Linked DNA regions of Mus musculus: all the other regions are linked to region 4. The links are chromatin contacts, called in public promoter capture Hi-C maps. All regions are on one chromosome and are shown on one strand. Each heading gives the region's core, a stretch centred on a gene start, on an enhancer-like site or on the middle of the called end of the contact. The rest is flanking DNA. Distances are from core to core; before and after follow the strand shown.

What was found. Promoter capture Hi-C pulls out the DNA fragments that hold promoters and counts their contacts.
Region 1: a promoter capture Hi-C map of pre-B cells shows a contact between it and region 4, with 7 times the contacts expected there. The contact joins the promoter of Fem1b here to the promoter of Zwilch in region 4. A contact is called at or near these places in 4 of 39 promoter capture datasets (embryonic stem cells, erythroid cells, liver and 1 more), 2 of 115 datasets of contacts at active chromatin or transcription factors (astrocytes and large pre-B cells) and 1 of 9 other capture datasets (liver).
Region 2: a promoter capture Hi-C map of erythroid cells shows a contact between it and region 4, with 6 times the contacts expected there. The contact joins the promoter of Parp16 here to the promoter of Zwilch in region 4. A contact is called at or near these places in 12 of 39 promoter capture datasets (3T3-L1-derived adipocytes, the C10 cell line, cranial neural crest and 7 more), 1 of 115 datasets of contacts at active chromatin or transcription factors (fetal liver) and 2 of 9 other capture datasets (liver and macrophages).
Region 3: a contact with region 4 is called in a promoter capture Hi-C map of erythroid cells, with 3 times the contacts expected there. The contact joins the promoter of Spg21 here to the promoter of Zwilch in region 4. A contact is called at or near these places in 5 of 39 promoter capture datasets (erythroid cells, hippocampal neurons, liver and 2 more) and 1 of 115 datasets of contacts at active chromatin or transcription factors (astrocytes).

The regions. Positions count from the first base shown.
Region 1 is chr9:62,810,387-62,813,972 of GRCm38.p6, reverse strand. Fem1b (fem 1 homolog b) reads left to right here and starts at 2,325. Exons shown (of 2, transcript NM_010193.4): 1 at 2,325-2,915. The coding sequence starts at 2,668.
Region 2 is chr9:65,213,286-65,216,510 of GRCm38.p6, reverse strand. It overlaps Parp16 (poly (ADP-ribose) polymerase family, member 16), which reads right to left and starts at 1,821. Exons shown (of 7, transcript NM_177460.4): 1 at 1,648-1,821; 2 at 879-1,162. The coding sequence starts at 1,052.
Region 3 is chr9:65,459,325-65,462,777 of GRCm38.p6, reverse strand. It overlaps Spg21 (SPG21, maspardin), which reads right to left and starts at 1,841. Exons shown (of 9, transcript NM_138584.2): 1 at 1,624-1,841.
Region 4 is chr9:64,171,529-64,174,805 of GRCm38.p6, reverse strand. It overlaps Zwilch (zwilch kinetochore protein), which reads left to right and starts at 1,875. Exons shown (of 19, transcript NM_026507.4): 1 at 1,875-1,988. The coding sequence starts at 1,915. Rpl4 (ribosomal protein L4) reads right to left here and starts at 1,419. Exons shown (of 10, transcript NM_024212.4): 1 at 1,373-1,419. The coding sequence starts at 1,375.

The DNA.
Region 1 (3,586 bases), core at 1,076-3,575, 1.4 Mb after region 4:
AAGCTTGCTTTTTTTTTTTTTTTTTTTTTTTCTTTTTTCTTTTTTTTCGAGACAGGGTTTCTCTGTATATAGCTCTGGCTGTCCTGGAACTCACTTTGTAGACCAGGCTGGCCTCGAACTCGGAAATCCCCCTGCCTCTGCCTCCCGAGTGCTGGGATTAAAGGTGTGCACCACCACGCCCGGCTTTCAGCTTGCTTTTTTATACCATCCAGGACCACCTGCCCAGGGTTGGTACTGTCCCCAATGGGCTGAGCCCCCATCCCCATCAATAATCAAGAACATGCCTTACACACTTCCCTACAGACAATCTGAGGGAGGTGTTTTATTTCTGCTGACATTCTGCCTTGCCAGATGACTCTAGCTTCTGTCAAGTTGACAGGAAACAAACAAACAAAAACAGAAGACAACAACAAAACAGCCTCCAAGCCTCCCAAAACAAAAACAAAACAAAAAACCACTCCCCTTCAAAACCTTCACAACTAGCCAGCACAGCCTAAAAAACACTTGATTTTCTTACAACCTGAAGTCCCAGCGCAAAAACAGGCCAGCTTTCCCTTCTACTAGTTATGTCAGCAGAAGTTAGGGATTTAAGAGATGGTTCAGTGGTTGCTTTTCCAGAGGATACAGGTTCAATTCTCTTCCACTACATGCTGGCCCACAACCAATCTTTAGTAGGACCTGATAATTTCTTTTGAAGGCACAGTGGCATTCATGCAGACACAGAACCCGAATACATAAAATACAGAAATAAATATTAAAAAGGAAATCTTATCTTCAGTTCTTATTTCCAAGACTGTTTTTTTTAATAGTGTAAGCCCCCTCCCCCCGACATTTGCATAGGGATCTGAAAATAGGTAACTGTTTTAGGAGATAATCTGAGAAGTGGTTTATCCTCCACTTAATCCCAGCCTCTCCTAACTGGCCTTTGAACTTCTAAACTCTTGCTTCCTGGGCTATGTTCTGCACACATTAGGGAGCATGCATGTGATCTTAAAAAAAAAAAAAAAAGCGCCATCTTGTCACTTTTCTATTTAAAACTCCCTAAATGCAATCCCAGAGTAAACCAAACCGTTTGCATAGGTCACTGGGCCACATGACTTGCATCCTGCTGACTTAATCCTTTAGAACTCTTCCTACAGTCAGCAGCCACACTGCTTCTGTTCTGAGCTCACCATCTGTCTTCTGCTCAGGATCTTTGAACTATTTCCATTGTCCAGCCTCTGTTTCAGGCACCTGTTACAGAGGACTTCTCTGACCACCCAGGCGAAGTCTCCTAGTCCACACCCATAGCCCTTGTTTCATAGTAATGACATGAATCCAACAACTCTACATCATTTATTTGTCTGCTTTCTCCACACAACCACACAAGCCCCAGGAGAGAAAGGCCTAGCCTAGATGAAGAAATCTCTGATGCTAACCAAAGCCTTGTACGTGAATGGCTTATAGCATTCTTTGGATAAATGCTCTTTTCAAATCCTAACAATTCTGTGACGTGTAAGTGAGACAGCGGAGGTTCTGCAGGGTCAGGACTAGAGACTGGTTCCATCTGGCTATGACTGCTGCCTCTTAGCTCTTTATCTTACACACTTAATCCCCTTTCCTGGGAGGTCTGGTGAGGCTTTCAGTTGCTTTTCAGTGAAGCGGCTCTCGCCCTCCCAAATTTCGGAGGCTCATAATAGCCCTTATTCAAAAATGGATCTTTTGGGTGCTCTTTCCCCTTTTCCTGTGGCCCCCACCTCGCGCCCCCGCGCGTGAATCACTGGCAGACAGTATCCCACAGTAATAATCATAAAACTGGATGTGCTTTCTAGCCCGTAGATTCAGTAGCCTTCTCTCCGCCCCCAGCCTTGACTAAGCATCCTAGGGTCCTGTGGGGGCGAGATGGCTACTTGCGTCAAGGGCACTAGGGACTTTCAAACCCGCATCAGAGCTCAGCTAACTGCGCACAGCGGAACCTTTCTTTAGGATAGCCTCGTTTGCCCGCCGGTCGGTTTAGGAAGCAATACCTACTTAAGCGTCCCTCCCACTCCTGCCTTCCCTCCCTCCCTTCGGCTCCGTCTGCGGCGGCTGCTTTCCTCCCGCCCTAAGTTCCGGTGCTGGTGCTGCCGGCGCGGTCCGCGAACACCCACGCGCGGCTCACGGGAGCCCCGCTCGCCAGCGGACCCTTTCGATCGCCGGTGGGCGAGTGCCCGCGGTTTTCCTGCGGCGAGGAGCTAAGTGGAGGCCGTTCCAGACCCTCCGGCCCGGCGCGGGCAGGCGTGCACATCGCTCGCTATCCAGGGCGTGCGCGGGCCTCTCGAGACCCCAGCGGCGACCCGTAGCTCGGGCGCGCGCCTGTCGCAGCCCGCAGGAAGGAGGCGGCCTGAGACCCGGGGCGGCGGCCGCCATGGAGATCCCCTCGGCCCAGGGCCGGTGCCTGGGGCCTCGGGGGCGGCCCTGACCGTCCTTCTCCCCGCCCGGGCCGGGTCCCACTTGTGCCTCCGGCGGTGCTCGGCCACCTCTGCGTCTCCGCCCTCCCTGGGTCGCGCTGCTGCCTGGACACGGCGGCGGCGCCCTGTTGAATGGGCTGTGAGGGCCCGGGTCTGAAGTGCTGGTGGACGCGGCCTCCGGGGGCGCAAGGCAGCAGCAGCGGTGGCGACCAAACGGGTGTTGGAGTTGGCGGCGGCCATGGAGGGCCTGGCTGGCTATGTGTACAAGGCGGCCAGCGAGGGCAAGGTGCTCACTCTGGCTGCCTTGCTCCTTAACCGGTCAGAGAGCGATATCCGCTACCTGCTGGGCTATGTCAGTCAGCAGGGAGGACAGCGCTCCACACCCCTCATCATCGCAGCCCGCAATGGGCACGCCAAGGTGGTGCGCTTGCTGTTAGAACACTACCGTGTGCAGACCCAGCAGACCGGCACCGTCCGCTTCGACGGGTAGGTACATCCCAACTCCATCCTCCCTCCGACGCGCGCGGGCCTCCCAAGCCCTGGATCCTCTCATCCTTCATTAACCCTGTTTTCATGTGTGGACTCAGTTCTTTTTCATATCCCTTCACCCCCATTGATGCCCACCTCGTCTCCCAGAGCTATGCTTTGCTGCCTTTTCTTATCGACTCCTACCCTTTTCCCCCTGTAGGTGGTAGCCACACCCTGGGTCTTGAGATCTATAGTCTTCATTAGTCAGCGAACACGCACTGTCGGAGTGGTGGCTGCCCATCTAGGTTTTTGTATCTTTATATCAGCACTGGCGTAGTAACCTAGATCGGAAATTAACGAGATCAACAATTAAAATTGAGGACCTTTTGATGCTTCATTTAACCTCTCCATATCCCTTCTCCTCCCGCTCCCCCCCTCCCGTGGTCGGATCGAGCCTCAAGCAGGTCGTGGGACTATCTGTTAAAATAAGCCCCTAGAATCTTGTCATGCAGCTGGGCATCTCTAGGCACGGTTCTGACTCTCCCACAATGCTGGCCAATATTTTTGGCTGTACAGGTGGCTCTGGGCCTGGCGTAGAAGTTACGCCATTGCTAAATTACATGTATAGGGTGATACAGTGGGAAGGTTTCACAAACACTTAACATTGTTCAAAAATTTACTATTTACTA
Region 2 (3,225 bases), core at 572-3,071, 1.0 Mb before region 4:
CTTCCAGGGGCTGGGATTACAGATGTTTGTCTACCACCATATCTAACTACATTTTCAGTATTTTGGAAGAATTTCTATGAAACTGTAATCATGTATTACTCCTGTATTTGAAATAGAACTTGCCACTGACGCAGGTAGGCGCAAAGGTTTGTTTGCTTGTTTCTTTTTATAGCCCAGGCTAGCCTCAAATTTGTGCTCCGGCCTCATCCTTCTGAGAGCTGAGATTGTGGGTGTACACCACCACTACTGGAGACTTTCTATTTTCTTCACTGAGTCAATTTTGGCAAGCTATATCTTTCCAGATAATTCCAAATATTTGGATTACAATGATAACTGACATCTGGAATACCCTAACTCTTAAAGAAATTATATGATTTATGTATGGGTCATGCGAAGTGCTGAAACCTGTAATCCATCCCAGCACTCCGAATTATAAATCATCAGAAAGTAACAACGCCTATGTGCACTGCGTGGCAGTTTATATAAGTACTGTTAATATGTAACTTCATCTGAAGGGCAAAGTCTAACTAGTTGCAGAGGGAGGGACAACTTCTTATCTAGGCAGAACAGCTGGTTCAGATCAACGCCCCTTTAGGGCCACACTAGAGCGTTTTGTGGAGGACTATGTAGCTATTCCATCACTCCTGGGATTAAGTCACTGACAAAAGGAAGCAGCCACCGAATGACCTGGCAGTGTGTCTGCACGAGGGTGTTTAGGAGTGTTCTTGCTGATGGGAACCTTCCCCAAGGCCAGGCTGGGTGGGAAGTCCAGGGAATTGGCGTGTTTTCTAACACGGGTGGAGCTGCTCCTGCCTGCCGTTCCACAGGGCCACTTGGCCCAGGATGCAGCGAGCAACGGTGGATCAGGACGGACTCACCAGGGCCTCGAAGTCCTTACAGTCGTGGCGGGCGTAGGAGGCGGGGAAGGGCCGCAGCACCGAGTCCCGCTTGTAGCTCTGCAGCGCCGAGGCGAAGAGGCTGCAGCGGAGGTCCGCAGCCAGCACGTCGCGGCTCGCTGCCTCCCTGGCTGCTGCCCTGTTGGAGAGCTGCATCCCGGGCTCGTAGCGCGTGGCCGGGAGGAGACAAGGAGGGGCAGCGCGGGGCCTGGGCCCGGGGGACCGTAGACCGTCTGCTGCCAGGTTTTCCAGCCCGGGGGGTGGAGCTAGGCAAAGGGGTGACAAATTGACATTGGTGAGAACGCGCCGGCGAGCGTCCTCTGCAGGACACTGGGCACGGTCGCTCAGTGCGGGGAAACACGGGATCTGGGAGAGTCGCCTCTCGGGTCCCGCCAGTCCCGGAGTCCCCGGTATGGAGTTGTCGCTATTGCACCCGGCGTGGGTAGTACCCCGGGGACCCGGCCGATCAGTCCTGGCCGCCCCACACTGCCAGCAGCCACCGCCTACCTCCCCGCCCGCCGCTCTCACGCCGCTCCGCCCACCCGGCCCAGGCCCGCCCCTTCCCGCGCCCTTGCTCAGCTCGCGCCCGCCCACAGGTCCCGGAGGATCCCAGCTGCCCCGGGTGCTGGGCAAAGGTGCCCAATGCGGCTGCTAGTCATCCTCGCCACCGCCCCAAGTGGAAACCGCCCCGGGACCCGCCCCGGGGAATTGTCTTTGTCCTGGCTCCACGGGTTGAGCCAGCCTCGCTCACCTTGGGAATTGCCACCTGTTGAATAAATCGGTTTCCTCTGGAGCTGACACGTTGCACACAAGAAGCCACTTGATACCCAGGGAAAACTGAAGGTCGGAGTGACACAATACTTTCTCAAGACACTGTAGCCGACCCAAAGACCTTCCTCTCTACCTTACAGCCTCCGCAATTCTCTGAATTGCTCAAATGTCTGACCTCAGATTTCCCAGGATCCTCCTCCTTCGAAGGCCTCTAACAGGAAGTCGGGAAAACAGGCACTGGGAGAACAATGACCTAACCCTGCCGAAGGGAAAAGACCGGACCCCAAGATGACTCAGCAACTGGTCGAGTAAAGGCACTTGCTGTCCGTCCTCACGACCTGAGTTCTATCCCAGGATCCCATATGTTAGGAGCTAAGTGACTCTAGCAATTTGTCCTATGACTTCCACACCTGCACCAAGGCTCAAGTGTGCCCACATGTGAACGTATACACAAAATAAATAAATGTAGGGCTGGTGAGATGGCTCAGCGGGTAAGAGCACTGACTGCTCTTCTGAATGTCCTGAGTTCAAATCCCAGCAACCACATGGTGGTTCACAACCACTGGTAATGAGATCTGACTCCCTCTTCTAATTCGTTTGAAGACAGCTACAGTGCACTTATGTATAATAAATAAATCTTTGGGCCGGAACAAGCAGGGACTGAGCGAGCAGGGTTGACCAGAGCAAGCAGTGGTCCTAAATAAAAATTCAATTCCCAACAGCCACATGAAGGCTCACAACCATCTGTACAGCTACAGTGTACTCACATACATAAAATAAATACATTAAAAAATTAAAATAAAGGCAGGAGGATTTCTGAGTTCGAGGCCAGCCTGGTCTACAAAGTGAGTTCCAGGACAGCCAGGACTATACAGAGAAACCCTGTCTTGAAAAACCAAAATAAATAAATAAAATAAAATAAAAAATGTAAGAACAGATTCCCTTTACCTCTTCTTCTTCAAGACCTCACTAGAAAAAAAGCACTTGGCCTTCTGGTCACATAGAAATCTAAGACCAGTGCTGAATTGTTAGACTAAAAGTCCCCTTTAAAGACCCCACACGTGCTGAGAGGTGGTGGCTCACGCCTTTAGTCCCAGCACACCAGAAGCAAAGGCAGGCATATCTCTGAGTTCAAGTCCAGCCTGGTCTACAGATCAAATCCCAGGACAGCAAGGGCTACACAGAGAAACCCTGTCTCAAAAAAAACAAAAACAAACCCCAAAACAAAACTTTACAAAAACAAAAACAAAAACAACCATTAATTAGATAAATAAACATACACACACACTGGCTCTGCTCTCTGAGAAATCACCCCCTTCTTGGGCATCCGAATGGGACCTGGCCCTGTGCTCCTCAGACTTCGGGAGGGAAGACAGGCAGAACTATATTCTCAGACCCTAGAGAGCTTCCCAGGCCAAACAATGATGCAAACCACCCCCAGGAGTCCAAATGGTAATGGTTGTTGTAAGGCCTGGGCTGATTTGGAATCACCAAAATGTCTGAGAGCCTATGACCTCAAATAAAACCCCTCCAGCACCCCAAGTCCTGGGGCCCCTAG
Region 3 (3,453 bases), core at 592-3,091, 1.3 Mb before region 4:
TTTGCAAGGACAGGTGATTCTAACACTTGTGCTGGTTGGGTGGTGAGGAAAGGTGAGACAGTTACCAAATGTTGCCAAATGTTGCGTAGGACCAGCTGACGGCTAGGAAGAAAAAAAAAAAAAAAAACCTGCTGCAAAGCTAAAGCAGCTGTGAAGGGTATGAAAAGGAAAGTTTGTTCTAGCTCTCTTTCATCCACTTAAGCCGGATGCTTTTCCAAGTCACAAGAGAAACATTCTTAAAAAAAAAAAAAAAAAAAAAAAAAAAAAAAAATCTGTGGCCCAGAAAGTTAGCTGAGACTGTGACCAAACTGGTCAGGATGAAAAGAAACATGGGCAGTGTGTTCAGGACAGATTTGCTTTCTCGTGACTCTGTTCTTTACAAAAAACAGAAGCACCTGTTCAGGCTGGTGAGGAAAGAGGCAGAGATAAGCTTTATCAAGGAAACCCCTCCTCCCGCTGGCCAGGATGCTAAGGCTCCCCAGCTCTTCTTGGACCTTGCGTTGCTGGACAGTAAGTTGGCTAGTTGTGAGAGAGCATGTACTTGGCCTTCAGAGTTTCAACAGAACCTGCAGTTCATAGCTGAGGAAATCGCCTCTACAAATGTTTAACACACGGTCAGTCACATATTGCTGGTCCTTTATCTCAATGTATAGGTGTCTTATATAGGGACAATCTGTGGTTGTTAATACAACCAATTAAAAAGGTTATTAGAACTAGAGAGCCTCTAGGTGACATAACTATGGTTCTCGGTGTTGGGGAACGCTCACCATGGGCTTTTACCACTGAACTACACCTAAGGCCCTGCGGCGGGCTGTTCACTACACATCTTCATCCTTCACCACACCTATATGTATTAAATAGCCATCTTTTTGGAGATTTCTTCAGGTAAGATTTATCCTTTCTCCAGGAACCTATCCACTTCTCTCTAAATATCATGAGAGGAGACGCTGCCCGCACATCTTTCTCTCTGACCACTCGTTTCAAGGTTCTGGTGTAAAATCTTTTTGAAAACTCATACACAGCTATTAGACGGCTTCCCAATGTGCAGAATCCTTGCAAAAAGAGAAGCTAGACCACTGCAGATGGAGACAAAACAACATCAGCCCCTAACTTCTAACTCCCTGGGAAAAGAAGAAAAAAGGGGGGGGGGGTTTCTCTCGCCCTGCTACACTCTTCATGACTCTTTCACAGGCCTCACACCTAGTCTGAGGTAGGATCTTTAAAACAACTCTACTCGCAGCCCTTAAAAGTTGACTGAAACCAAAATGCTCCTGAATTTCTGCCCCAGGATGGGTGGCTCAAGAAAATGAGGATGTCTGACTAAGGATTTTGGGCACCAATCGCCATAGGGGCCGCCCTGGGTTCCACCAGTTCAGAAACAACAACAATCCGCAATGAACCGAGGCTGAACCTTAGACAGACCCACAGGCACAATCGGACACACACAGGCGCCCGCGAGAGCGCACCACACGCACACACAGAGATATGGATCACGTGCATGGTCACAAGGACCTGCCCACTCGTGAACTCTGCTCGTAAGTCACGCATGCTCGATACACGCCCACCTACAACCCTACACGCACCACACACCCACACTCTTGCTTTCCAGGGCCTGCCCCTCACCTGCCGTGGCCGCTCCCGCGTCCCTTTCTTTCCAGCCTAGACGGATCTTCGCCCCGATTTGGGCGCAGAGGATGGAGTCGGCGGGGCGCGGACTGGACCGGCGGCCGCAGATCAGGAGCCCCGCGGGAGCAGCGGGCAGAGGGGGCGCGCGGCCGAGCAGCCAGAGGCCACCGCCTCCCAGCTTTGGTACTGCGAGCTCCCCGGGCGCGCCTCCCGCTTCCGGGTTCCGAGGAGGCGGGACCAGATGGCGAGGAAGGGGCGGGGCTCTGGTGGTTACTATGGCGACGGGGCTGGCAAGGGAGGCCCTGTTCTGAGATTTGCGGTGTCCTAGAGGCTGTGGAGGCTGGTGGTGGATAAGGGTCAGTTCTTGGTCACTTCTGACAGGAGCATGGAGGAGGAAGTGAAAAATCTAGGCTGTAGGCCCCGGGGATGTGCTTCTGACTTCGGTTTTTAGGCGTCTTCATGCTTTGGTGGGGAGACACTTTTGGTCCATAGCTTTGGTGAATAGGCCTTGACATAGTCTTTTTAAAACATTAGTATATATCAGTTCATTACAATGGCTTAATTAGGACATTTTGATACCTATATAAAGAATTTGGATCATCACCCTCCCTTAGTCTCTGCCTCCCATGTCCCATTCCCCTTCAGCCTCCCAACTGCATATGCTTTCTCAGCAAAATTGTTTTTACCTTTTGTATAGACGCTGTCCTCTGACCTCCTTTCAAAGCCTTGTCTCCTTTTATGGCTTTGTGCTGATGTTGAGGGGGTATACTCAGCGCTGGTTTGCCCTCTTCTGTCAGGCACAGTCTAGTCACTGTTCTTACGAGAGATGTGGCAGATGCCACAACACCTTTCAGTTAGCTTACAGCTTTGCTCTGAAATAATGCATAATAATATTGAGTGACCTGTCAATCTTGTTTGAAAATTTGTAAGGTTCCTAAAGCAAGATCCTAATGTTTTAGGGACTTTTAAAAATATTTTTTATTATTATTACTTTTAATCGTGTGTGTGTTTGTGGGAGAGAGAATATATGGTGCACATGAGTGTAGTTTATAAGGAGGGCAGAGGAGGATCCTAGAGCTGGCATTACAAGTGTTTGTGAGTTGCCTAACACGGGTGTAAAAGTAATATGTATTCTTAACCTCTGAGCAATCTCTCAGCCCCCACGTGTGTGTGTGTGTGTGTGCGTGTCCCTGTGCCTGTGCATGTACGTGTGCGTGTGTGTGTGTGCGTGTGCCTGTACGTGTGTGTGTGCGTGTGTGTGTGTGTGTGTGTACGTGTGTGTGTTGATGCCTGCTGAGGCCAGCTTTGGACCCCCTGGAGCTGGAACTGCAGATGATTAAGATGGATCAAGCCTGACTGGGTACTAGGAACTCAGCTTTGGTCCTCTGGAAGAGCAGTAAGTTTGTTAACCACCAAACCATCTCTCCAGGCCTAGAGAGCACAGACGAAAACAATGACTCAAAAAAACAAAAACAAAACCACAAAACAACCAAACACTGATCTATGGCTCAGGAGTCTTAGGTTCCAGTCTAGAACTTAGACAAACACCAGACACATTTTCCCCAATGCATAGTGATGTCTCGGCTCTCAAAAAGGTGAGGCAGAAGGATCTCAAATAGTGGTACTGTATCTCAAAGCTAACTGAATTGTTCAAAATTATAGCAAAAAGTGGTAGATACAGAATCTGAAAAGACCTTTAACCAGCTCTCAAAATTCAGAGCTCATCACCAAATACATGATAGATAGGCTTTGATATATATATGTGTGTGTGTGTGTGTGTGTGTGTGTGCATATTTTATTACAATGTGAGCAATCTAACAATGTTTT
Region 4 (3,277 bases), core at 626-3,125:
AGTAACTAAAACAGAGGAAGTACCATCTCCTGTATTTGAAACCTAGATTTTAAAGCCCACATTATTAGTACTTGCAAACAGATATGACTCCCTGGGGACTAGGAAGGCAGGTGTTAACTGTGTGAGACAGGAAATACAATGCCAATAAAACCATATAATGTTATAATAATAATAATGGATTCACTTAAAAATAATCAAGAGTACTTATATTGACAACATTGGAGACACATTCATCCCATAATTAAATGTCAAGAGCTTGATATCTGGAGACAAATATGTAAATACAGAAGTAAAAGTCCCAATATTTGAGGCCATATACAGGCCAATCTGTGGAATCAGTTTGAGGCAAGTATTGCTTTGCAGGAGACCCCAAATTCAAGCAACACAGTAAACCACCACTGGGTTTATCATTTCAATAGTTTTACAGCAAAAGGACAACCTGAAAATCTATCAATTTTAATGAGAAACAAACTTGGAAGCAACATTATAAAAACTGTTCATAGATACTGTTTAATGAGGACATGTTAAATTAATTCTACCCTCACCAACTTCAGCAAAGCTGGCCTGCTCATTTATCCAATGTTCCAGACCCCTTCAAATTCAGAAACGTTTTGATACTCTGAAAGACTCTTAACTGAGGATTCCACCAGCACTTAGGTCTGACCTATTTCCCATGTGCCCTTCCAGATACTATACCATCTCTTCTACTATACCCCCCTTTAAGTCGTCTCACAATAGGACAACCTATCTAGTCGGTTTAACGATGAATCTAACAGTCTCCAAATTACTGTGGTCAGAACAACCTTAATCCATCTACAGATAAACATTCGTGGTAAAACAATATACTAATTACTACTGAAAACTCGCTTAAGATTCAAAGGTCTAGATTACATCATATAAAGTAACGAAGACATGCATTTCCAGAAATTGTCTTAAAGAGGTGAAGGCAATCTTCCTGGAAAGCATAAATTCAGATATCCTTCAGCCCTTTTCTTTGAAGACAATTTCTCCGGACTGAAAGCACATGACCCGCCACGGCCTGTGCGGAGTTGTCATCGGACGATCTCGAACCCCTGACAAGTCTCTGGCATCAAAACGCTCGGCTTCCAGCAACCCTGCTTAGAACTAAGCAAAGCTTAGAACTAAGAAAAGCTAAGATCCCAAAGGTTCCTCTACCATCCACCTGGCGCTGTTGCCCACGTTGCCTCTAAGATGGCTGCCTCAGCGCCCACAACTCAGCTCCGGCCAGAAAAGGTGCTAGGTTTCCTTTCCCTCGTCTCCTCTCTGCAGATTCCATGTTCTGAACCTTCGCCCTCCTCTATAGCCGCCCCCCAGACCAGGGGGAAGCCCAGTGTAGAAGACCTCCACTCACCATGACGGGGAGAGGAGAAGGCCACGCTCCTCTCTACCCGGCTGCTCCCACAGGAAAAGGAAAGACTTGTCACTTGTACTCTATATATCCTTCCACTCGTCTTCCGCATCCTGCCCCTTATCAAAATCAAATTAGAGACACGATCTATCTTTCTGCTACATGTAAAAATTTCAAAAGGTAATATTATTGCGTGACGTGTGTTAAAATTATGTATTCATTTTTTTTAAAGTTAAAAAGAGTGATTAGAAAGGAGGGACTCTTTTTCGCGGAATAATTCGTAACTCGTCACAACTCTCGCGAGAATTATCTTTCTCCTCATCCCGCCCACCCTCATCATAACATCTCTTTTAGTCCATTTTTTCCCCCCTAACAGAAATGGGAGACTTTTGGAATAGTAAATTGAGGGGATGCTCTACTAAATTAAAGCAATGTGTTAGCGTTGAGTACAAACCGAACTTAAAGCGTGAAGTAGTTCCGGCGGGGCGGGGTCATGGCCTCTGACGTCATTGTCTGGGCGCGCAGTTCAGTTTAACTTCTTAGCAATGGACGGAGGCCACGGCGGTATGTGGTCGCGAATGAACCGCGCGGCGGAGGAGTTTTATGCTCGTCTCCGGCAGTGAGTTGTGGTTGGGGAATGGGATGGTACTTGTCCCTCCCCTGCCGGTGGTGTTTGCCACAGCTGGCTGCCGGCTTTCCTGGACCTGGGATGTGAGAGGCAGCCAGGGCTCTGCGGAGGCCTAGGCTACTGCCGGCCTCCGGAGAAAACACCCGAGCTTACCCAAGGGAGGCAAGATGGCAAAGCAGTGTACGGATTGGACTGATGTACACGCTTCTAAGTAGAGGCTCCTGGGACACAGAGAGCTAGATGTCATCGGGCCTCAAGCTCAGAAACGGACAGAATCCGCATCGACCCTCCTCGGCAGCCTCCTGATGCCGAGATGAGAGGCGTGAGCCGTGCCACAAATTCACTGTGTTCCCTCAGTGAAATTCTGTCAACTTCTACATCCTGTGTGAAAATCTAAGTCAGCGACTCACATCAGAATCACCCACAGGGTTGCCAAAATATACATTGACTGGCTCAGCCTCTGAGATTTTTGATTTCGTAGGCCTGATGTGAAGACAAAAAACTTTAATTCTAGGTGCAAGGTGTTGCTAGTTGGGTATAGCCCATTAGTCTCTAAATGCTATCATTTTTAACTGCCATTATTGCCCCTCCTGTTTACAAAAGCAGTAATAATTTTTCACTACTACAGGAAAAGAACTAATGTGCTTTTGTTTTTTAAGATAGTTTCAGAGCCCGGCGTGGTGGCGCACGCCTTTAATCCCAGCACTCGGGAGGCAGAGGCAGGCGAAGTTCGAGGCCAGCCTGGTCTAGAGAGTGAGTTCCAGGACAGCCAGAGCTATACAGAGAAACCCTGTCTCGAAAAATCAAAAAAAAAAAAAAAAAAAAAAAAAATAGTGTCTCTGTGTAACCCTGTCTGTCTTGGAACTCAATCTGTAGAGTAGGCTGGCCTGGAACTCAGAGATCCGGCCGCCTCAGCCCTCAGAGTGCTGGGGGTCAAAGGCGGGAGCCACCACTGCCCAGCTAAAACTAGTGGGTTTTAGTGGTTGGGTTTTTGTTGTTGTGTTGTGTTTGTTTTTTTTTGTTTTTTTTTTTTTTGAGACAGGGTTTCTCTGTGTAGCACTGGTTGTCCTGGAACTCACTCTGTAGACCAGGCTGGCCTTGAACTCAGAAATTCACCTGCCTCTGCCTCCCTAGTGCTACGAATAAAAGCATGAGCCACCACGCCCAACAAAACTGATGTTTTTAAAGAAGCTAATGTCTTTGAGCTCAGGAACTTGAGTTGTTTTTAACTGTTGTGGTATTTTGCCATGGTGTTAAGTACTTTATTGTTTTAAACCCAA